2 separate regions of the Sus scrofa genome follow, and region 2 is linked to region 1. Evidence: chromatin contacts called from public promoter capture Hi-C data. All regions are on one chromosome and are shown on one strand. The core of a region is the stretch at or near the end of the contact, and the rest is flanking DNA. Distances in the headings are between cores, read along the strand shown.

Region 1 (3,647 bases), core at 600-3,099:
CGAACCTGACTAGCATCCACGAGGATGCAGGTTCGACACCTGGCCTCACTCAGTGTTGTTATGGGCTGTGGTGTAGGTTGCAGACTCGGCTTGGATCTGGCATGGCTGTGGCTGTGGTGTAGGCCATGGCTGTGGCTGTGGTGTTGGCCAGTGGCTACAGCTCTGATTCGACCCCTAGCCTGGGAACCTCATATGCAGAGGGTGCAGCCCTAAAAAGACAAACGAACAAACCAAAAAAACTCTTTGGGAACAGGACTGTGCCTGATGGGTTACCCAGTAGGGGCGGAGAGCAATGCGAGAGTGCCTGAGGTTTCAGGAGAGGTATGATACAGAAGAGGAGGTATGGTAAGTTTAAATTTTCTTTTAAAATTCCTGTCTTGGAGTTCCCGCTGTGGTGCAGCCGGTTAAGGAATGCCGGAGGTGCAGCTTGGAATCAAGCCCTGGCCCAGAAGTGTGGCCAAAAAAGGAAAAAAAAAAAAAAAAAAAAATGTTGTCTTAGGGCTAGCCCCTTACCAAGGAAGGAAAGCAAACTCTTTAATCTCAAACCCTCCTTATTACATCCCAGATTACACAGCTTTGGTAAATCTCTTTGCAAATTAAGCACCACATAACTGCACTGCTTCTAGGAAAACAACTACCAAAGAGTCAACAAACTACAAACATATTTGTAGGAGACAACTGTATTTACCAGTGATGGTAATAACGATTAATATTCACTGTGTGCCAGGCACTATTCTATCTGCTTTAACTCCCATTCGCTAGTTATTTACAACACTCTTGTCCTTGCATAAGAGGAGTAAGATTTATTCAAGATCAGAAGCAGCTAGTGATAGGGTTTAGGCCAGGTCTACCTAGTTTCCAAACGCAGCACAGAAGCAGAACGCCTTAAATAGCTGCCCAATTAATGAAGTAATGAATTCTTAAAAGTTTCCACCACCTCTGAAAAGCTCAATGTGATTTAGATAACCAACTTATCTGGCAATCTGATGTTTCCTTACTAGCTTCACAATTGCTGGGGCAGAGAGAAAACATTTTTTAAAAGTTAATTCCAATTCACACCGCCAGAGGGCAGCGATTGGCCAAAAAAGAGAAAAAAGAAAACCCTACCTTAGAACGTCCTGTTTTAAATATTCCGGTTGTTTCTGCATTCTATTCCATAATATACGTTCATCCCAATGCCTACAATAAATGAAAATTTCTCCAAATCCACAGATCAACTTGACGTTCCAGATAAGCCAAGGTCAACCTGAAACTTCACTATAACCCTTGCTCAGCTGCCTCTAACTCCCAGTCTGAGAAGAGCGAAAGGTGGAACAGGTTTCCAGCCCTATTTCCTCCGGTCACTTTGCCTCAGTTATCTCACCAGCCTAAAAGGAAAACTAACCACCGTCCCCCTCGCGCCGGCGGGAGAACTGATCGAGCGAACGCACATGACAGCGCTTGGCTCACAATAAGTACTCAGTTCATTTGGGTTCAAGGTCAGCCACTGATTATCTCCTGGTGCCCTTGAACTCTTTTAAGGCCGAGGGGAAGGGCTGCCGAGCACGAGAAGCCTGAACACCAGGGCTGTGGCAGCCACCGCGGGTACCTTCACCACAGCAGGTCCTATCCCAACCCTCTGGGCGAGCCCGGCCTAGCGACAGCAAGGGGGTAGGACCCAAGCGTCTTTCAGGCGGGCCGCCGCCGCCTTCCCTTATGCCGCAAACCTAGCCACTTAGAGCAAAGGAAGACGAGCAAGTTGCTGCGAAAATAGGTTAAGCGCTGCGACGTCAGCCAGGCAAGATGCCACTCACTTACCAGCAGGCCTGCTCGCCATTTTGACCCGAGACAGAAGCGTTGCCTGATGGGTAAGTCCTAAAGGACGCGCAGGGTCCAGTGCGCAGGCGCGCTACGTCACGTCGCGAGGAGAGGGAGGACGCTCGCGCAGGCGCAGTTTTGGCGGCCGGTGTTTGGTTCCTGCCCTGCACACCTCTCCAGCCCCCTGGGTTTTATCCATCCAGCGGGTCTGGAACTGGTCCCGGTTCCAAGAGGCGGTACTTGTGACCTGATGGGGGAAACACTAGGCAGGGAATTAGGACACCAGGGCTTTAGCTTGGGTTGTGTTACTGACGAGCTCTGAGAGTTGAGGCAGTATGAATTGCGCCCTTTCTGCCAAGCACCATGCTAAGCAGTTTCTGGACGTATTTTCATTTAATTCTAAATCTGTAAGATAAATACTACTGTGATCGTACCTATTGTAGGGAAGAGGAAACAGGCTCAGAAAGCTTTCATAAATTGTCCAAGGGCACACAAGGTAGGGAGAATCCAGATTCATCTTCCAGAATCTGAGACTGGATAAAACTGTGGCACTCCTTAATTGTAGGGCCATGTGCTACCCCACTAATCCAGGAGACACCTTCTCTGACCTTCAGTTTCTCCAGGTGAAGTTGTACATCAAGACTTTTTAGTGGAAATCTAGTTAAGAGAATTTGAGTGCCTTGTGATTTTTTTGTTTGTTTTTATGGCTACACCTGCGGCATATGGAAGTTCCCTGGGCCAGAGTTCTAACTGGAGCTTCAGCCAAGGCCTAGGCCACAATGGATCCGAACTGGATCTGCAATTTAGGCTGTACCTTTTGGGCAACACCAGATCCTTAACCCACTGAAGGAGGACGGAATCCTCACAGAGACAACGTTGGGTCCTTAACTCCATGAGCCACAAAGGCAACTCCTTGAATGCAATTTTAAGGTAAAATAACTACTTTCACTGTCTCAATTCCAACATGTTTCATCTGAGGTATAAAAACCCAGGGGCAGCAGTGTCACAAACTGTTAAGGGAGAAGAATTTTACTAAAGGATGCAAAGCAAAATAAATGATTAATTAGTGGGTGAGGCAGAGAGGGGACTATCCAAGTAACTTTTCCCTGCAAAAGAAGATATGCTCCACAGTGACAGCTCTCCACATATAAGCAAGTTCTCTTGCTGAACACAGTCATGAGAAGAGTCAAAGGTTAAATCCCTCTCATCATGCTATGTTTTAAAAAGAAATTTGTATTTGGGAGTTCCCATTGTGGTGCAGCAGTAACAAACCCGTCAAGTATCCATGAGGACGTGGCTTCTATCCCTGGCTTCCCTGTGGATTAAGGATCTGGTGTTGCTGTGGCTGTGGTGTAGGCCAGCAGCTATAGCTCTGATTCGACCCCTAGACTGGGAACCTCCATGTGTCTTGGATGCAGCCCTGACAATACAACAAACAACAACAACAAAATACTTGTGGTTTTAGGACTGTTCATTACAGCAACACAGATAGCCCATTCTGAGAGGGTTGTTAATAAAGGCAAAATGAGGTTCTGAGCCAAAGAAAGGCTAGGCAGGATGGCTCCATGCTTTGCCTCCTAGCTCATCCTTCTTCCTTGTTTCCTGTTATGTGATCTCATCCATTAGAGAACTCCATGAAGACACATATCCCTGCCACCCTAGGTACTGTATTTTAGGAACGCAAATGTCTGCTGGGCAAGTGAATAAAATTCCTCTAACAGGAAGGCCCTGACCCATTATAAATTTAGTTTCTCACAAGGTTTCAGGATACCCAACAGCACAAAGCCCTGATACACAATAAACTACTCCCAAAGTTAGTGGTTTAAAACACTTTCTGAATTCCCAATTCT
Region 2 (3,647 bases), core at 390-2,889, 970 kb before region 1:
TCCGATGAATAGGCTCCGGAAGGCTGTTTGAGAAAGTCTCTCCATTTCCCCAAAGCAATGAATAAAAAGTACAAAGAAATTGGTAGGTAATGCGGGATCAGGATGGCAGATGTGCTGGGAATGAGCCCATAAGGATGTCTAGCGCTCAAGATAATGATATTCAAATTAACGAGTCATCTTTGTACACAAAGTCAAATGGGCCCATTCAAAGCAGTCTAGCTTTTAGCTGGTTCTACATTTATTTTTTAGAGTGCTGCCCAGTACTTGACTAATTTTCAGAACTTCTGTTTCTGAACTTTAGACTCTTTCCAATGTTTTTATCTTCTGAGGGTGAATTTTTATAAACAAACAAATGTCATGAGAAGTAAATCTGGTAAACTGTGCAGCCAATGGTGTTGGGTAATACATCTGGGAAATTACACACAGGCACACAAAAACAAAACCAAACCCAGGAATACAGCCATAAATGAAAAAGAATGACTTTCTTGGGCTGTTCCAAAGCTGTCTCTGTGTAATTCCACAAGTGTTTCCAAGAGATTCAAGCAAGAGGTACTGCTCCCAAGCCATCACTTTGAAGGACAATACTTGTTCTGGCAAAACTTTTGGTTTTTTGGGGTTGAGGGGGAAATGAGATAAAGAAGACAGTCCTATTATTTTATAATTACACTAAAGAAAAATGACTGACAAATCCGAAAGATTTTTTTTTTTTTATCAAAACCGAAGACTTAAGGAAATTCTCCAAATTTCAATTTGGATGCCTCAGATCCTCTGGTACTCTGAGCTGGGGCCGTGGGTAGAAGGAAGGTGGTTAGGATTAATAAAGACAGTACCAATTACCAATAATTAAACCCTTTTATCATATATCTAATCTCATCTAATTCTCTGAGTTAAAAGAAATCAACTGATGATGGAACAGAATGGAAGCATTTTTTTTTTTCCCCAACAATCAGCCCAATGATTGCTTGCCTGAGGTACAGGGTCAGAGGCAAGATGATGAGGTTCTCCTTTGAGGTGGCGCCTCAAAAGAGGATGACAACAGCTCAGGCAAACGGAGGCCGGGTCACCGTGACCCCTCGGCGCTCAAGAAAGGGCGCCTAGGCTGCACCACCTGTACCCCATCGGAACCCCCTGGGATTTATCTGGGTGACAGAAACCGGGTGAAGCCTTGGGCTCTCAGAGACGAGGCATGGCCGGGGCCAGGTGTCGGGGTTTGCTCAGGGGCGGAGTCGGGCCTTGGGAAGAGATGACAGGATCCTCGAGGACAAGAAGTTAGAGTGTGTGCGGCCCTGGGAGCGGGCAATCAAGGGTCTGGTCCCTAACAGGGAGAGGAGCCGGCAGTCTCGGGCGAGGGGGTGCGTTCCTTAGGGTCCGGCGGCGGAGGGGTGGCTTTAGGGCCTGGAGCAGGCTTTACCAGAGCAGCCCACCCCTCCCGCCCGTTAACCTGAGAGTCTCTTTCTCCTCGGCTCGGCTCCGGTCGTTGCTGAGGACACCGCCGCCGCAGCCTCTGGGCCGCTCGACAATGCCCAGTCTCAGGGGGTCTGATCCGCAGAACTTGGACTCGACCTCATCCAAGAGCTCGTCCAGGTCCTTCGCCATCTTGAATTGTCACAGCCCTCCGCCTCTGCAGTTGCTATAGTACTGCGTGGTTTCCAGGGGCAACGCGAGGACACGCTGCGCGCGCTCGCCGTCCTCGCGCATGCGTGCGCTGTCCCAGGGCCGCCCGGGTCCCGGCGAGGCCGCAGCGCAAGAGCGCTGTCGTGGAAGGTCTAGTTGGGTTCCGGAGGCCCCGTGGCGCAGGCTTTCTGGTGGAGCTGGTGGTCGGAGCTGTTCCTTTCTGCGTAACCTGGCGCTGCCTCGCTTGTCTTTGTTCCAGGATGTCTGGAGTGTTTTGTTCCATCTCCCTCTCCTGGACTCAGGTTGTAACAACAGTCACACGACTCCCTGACTCTTTCATCTGCTCTTCTTCTGGCCCCATTGGGGGTCCCCCTCCTATCCTAAACGTTCATAAATAGTTCAAATAGTCTGTGGAGAAGCCTGCAAAAGGAAGGCCATGTTCATAGCAAAAGTGTACCTGCCCGTAGTCGGCAGGATTCGAACCTGCGCGGGGAGACCCCAATGGATTTCTAGTCCATCGCCTTAACCACTCGGCCACGACTACTGCTGGTGTTAATTTCAGCAGTGATCTATGTAGAATCTACACGCAAGTGTCTGCTGCAGTAACAGGTATGTTTGGTTCGCGAGTAAGACATAACAATGCTGTTCTGTCAGATAACAGCATGTTTGAATGTTTTGGGACTAATAATTGTAGTTTTTTGAAAGGCTCTTTGAGCGTGTCCCTTCCAACCCTTTGATTCCCCATCAGAAAAAAAACTGAATTCTAGTAAAATCGCTAAAGTTAGAGTCAGAAAACAGGACAGAGGGCGAAAAGCCTGGTACACCTGCCGGCAGAGTGATGGAACCGTTTCCAGGAGGGAACCGGGAACCTCAGTGCCCCCCAACGCCCAGCCTTCAGGTTTCCTTGCCTGGCTCCTGGCTGCTGGCTCCACCCCTCCCGCTCTCTCTTAGCCAAAGAGCTCCCAGACTGTCCCTGCCTTAAAAGCAGTACTTTGAAAAGTGTAATTCATGATACAAATGCAAGATATTGTCAGTTAATCCTACTCCTACAATATTATGCGCACTGAAACTTGAACTTTGAGTGTTTCTAATGTGGGATAATACAGAGGTTGACAACCTTGGAAACTGGCTATAGTTTGATCCGAATGAATTAATAGCCTCATTTATTTGGTTTGCTGTTTGTTCAGAATAACTTTAATGTCCCTGAAGTGGTGTGATGGAGTGAATGTGCCTGCTCACTAGAGCCCACCTCTGAAGTTTTGGGTGTTTTGGGAGCCAGTTGTTAAATGCAACCATTACTAAAATTAAATTAAAAAATAAATCAAACTATATAAACCCCACAATTAAATTAACCATATTAAAAAAAGCAATACTCAGAATTCACCACAGTCTAGTTATTTTCCTACATTTTACTATATTTTCTGCTGTTGAGATTATTTATATCTGTTGTATCTGAAATACTGTATAATGGCTTACTATTGTGAATTTCTTCTTAACTTGGCATTCAGTGATGTCAGCTTGAAATCAGCCTTTCTGGATATATTTACACCAGGGAAATTGCAGAAGCTACAAACATGGTTTTTTTTTTTTTTTTTCCTAGAGCTGGTTTTCAAACACTTACCCAGCACACCACTAATGTTACCATCATACCAACCTTGAATGTTTCCAGCAAGGCAACATACCCCTTACTTGCAGGGCTGCCCTGGTTTTTCTCCCTGCAACTTGTTTTAGCTCACAGAATCGCACTGATTTCCCACTCAGTAGCTTAAGTTTTACTTTGATTTTTGCCAACTTGTCTTGCTTGGTGTTTCTACTTAGAACTGGCCTCCAGCAGAAAGACAGGAACAAGTCACTTGGTTTTGAAATTGCCCTTGGAATATGGTTCCAGAGGGAGTAACACATGATTGCCATACAGTTTAACAGGCTTAAATTAATAATTTGATTTTTCTCTAGAAAATATGAAATCTGAGGTATACCACGCTAGTCGTTGAAAGGCTCTATTAGCATGTAGAAGATTTGCGCGAAGGTCCATG

The links. Promoter capture Hi-C pulls out the DNA fragments that hold promoters and counts their contacts.
Region 2: a contact with region 1 is called in a promoter capture Hi-C map of liver, with 5 times the contacts expected there. The contact joins the promoter of C4H8orf37 here to the promoter of UQCRB in region 1. A contact is called at or near these places in 1 of 5 promoter capture datasets (liver) and 1 of 2 datasets of contacts at active chromatin or transcription factors (alveolar macrophages).

What each region holds. Positions count from the first base shown.
Region 1 is chr4:40,401,506-40,405,152 of Sscrofa11.1, reverse strand. UQCRB (ubiquinol-cytochrome c reductase binding protein) reads right to left here and starts at 1,849. Exons shown (of 4, transcript NM_001185172.1): 1 at 1,798-1,849. The coding sequence starts at 1,816.
Region 2 is chr4:41,371,717-41,375,363 of Sscrofa11.1, reverse strand. It overlaps C4H8orf37 (protein C8orf37 homolog), which reads right to left and starts at 1,639. Exons shown (of 6, transcript XM_001924281.4): 1 at 1,442-1,639. The coding sequence starts at 1,596. It overlaps TRNAS-AGA (a tRNA gene), which reads right to left and starts at 2,158; the gene lies at 2,077-2,158.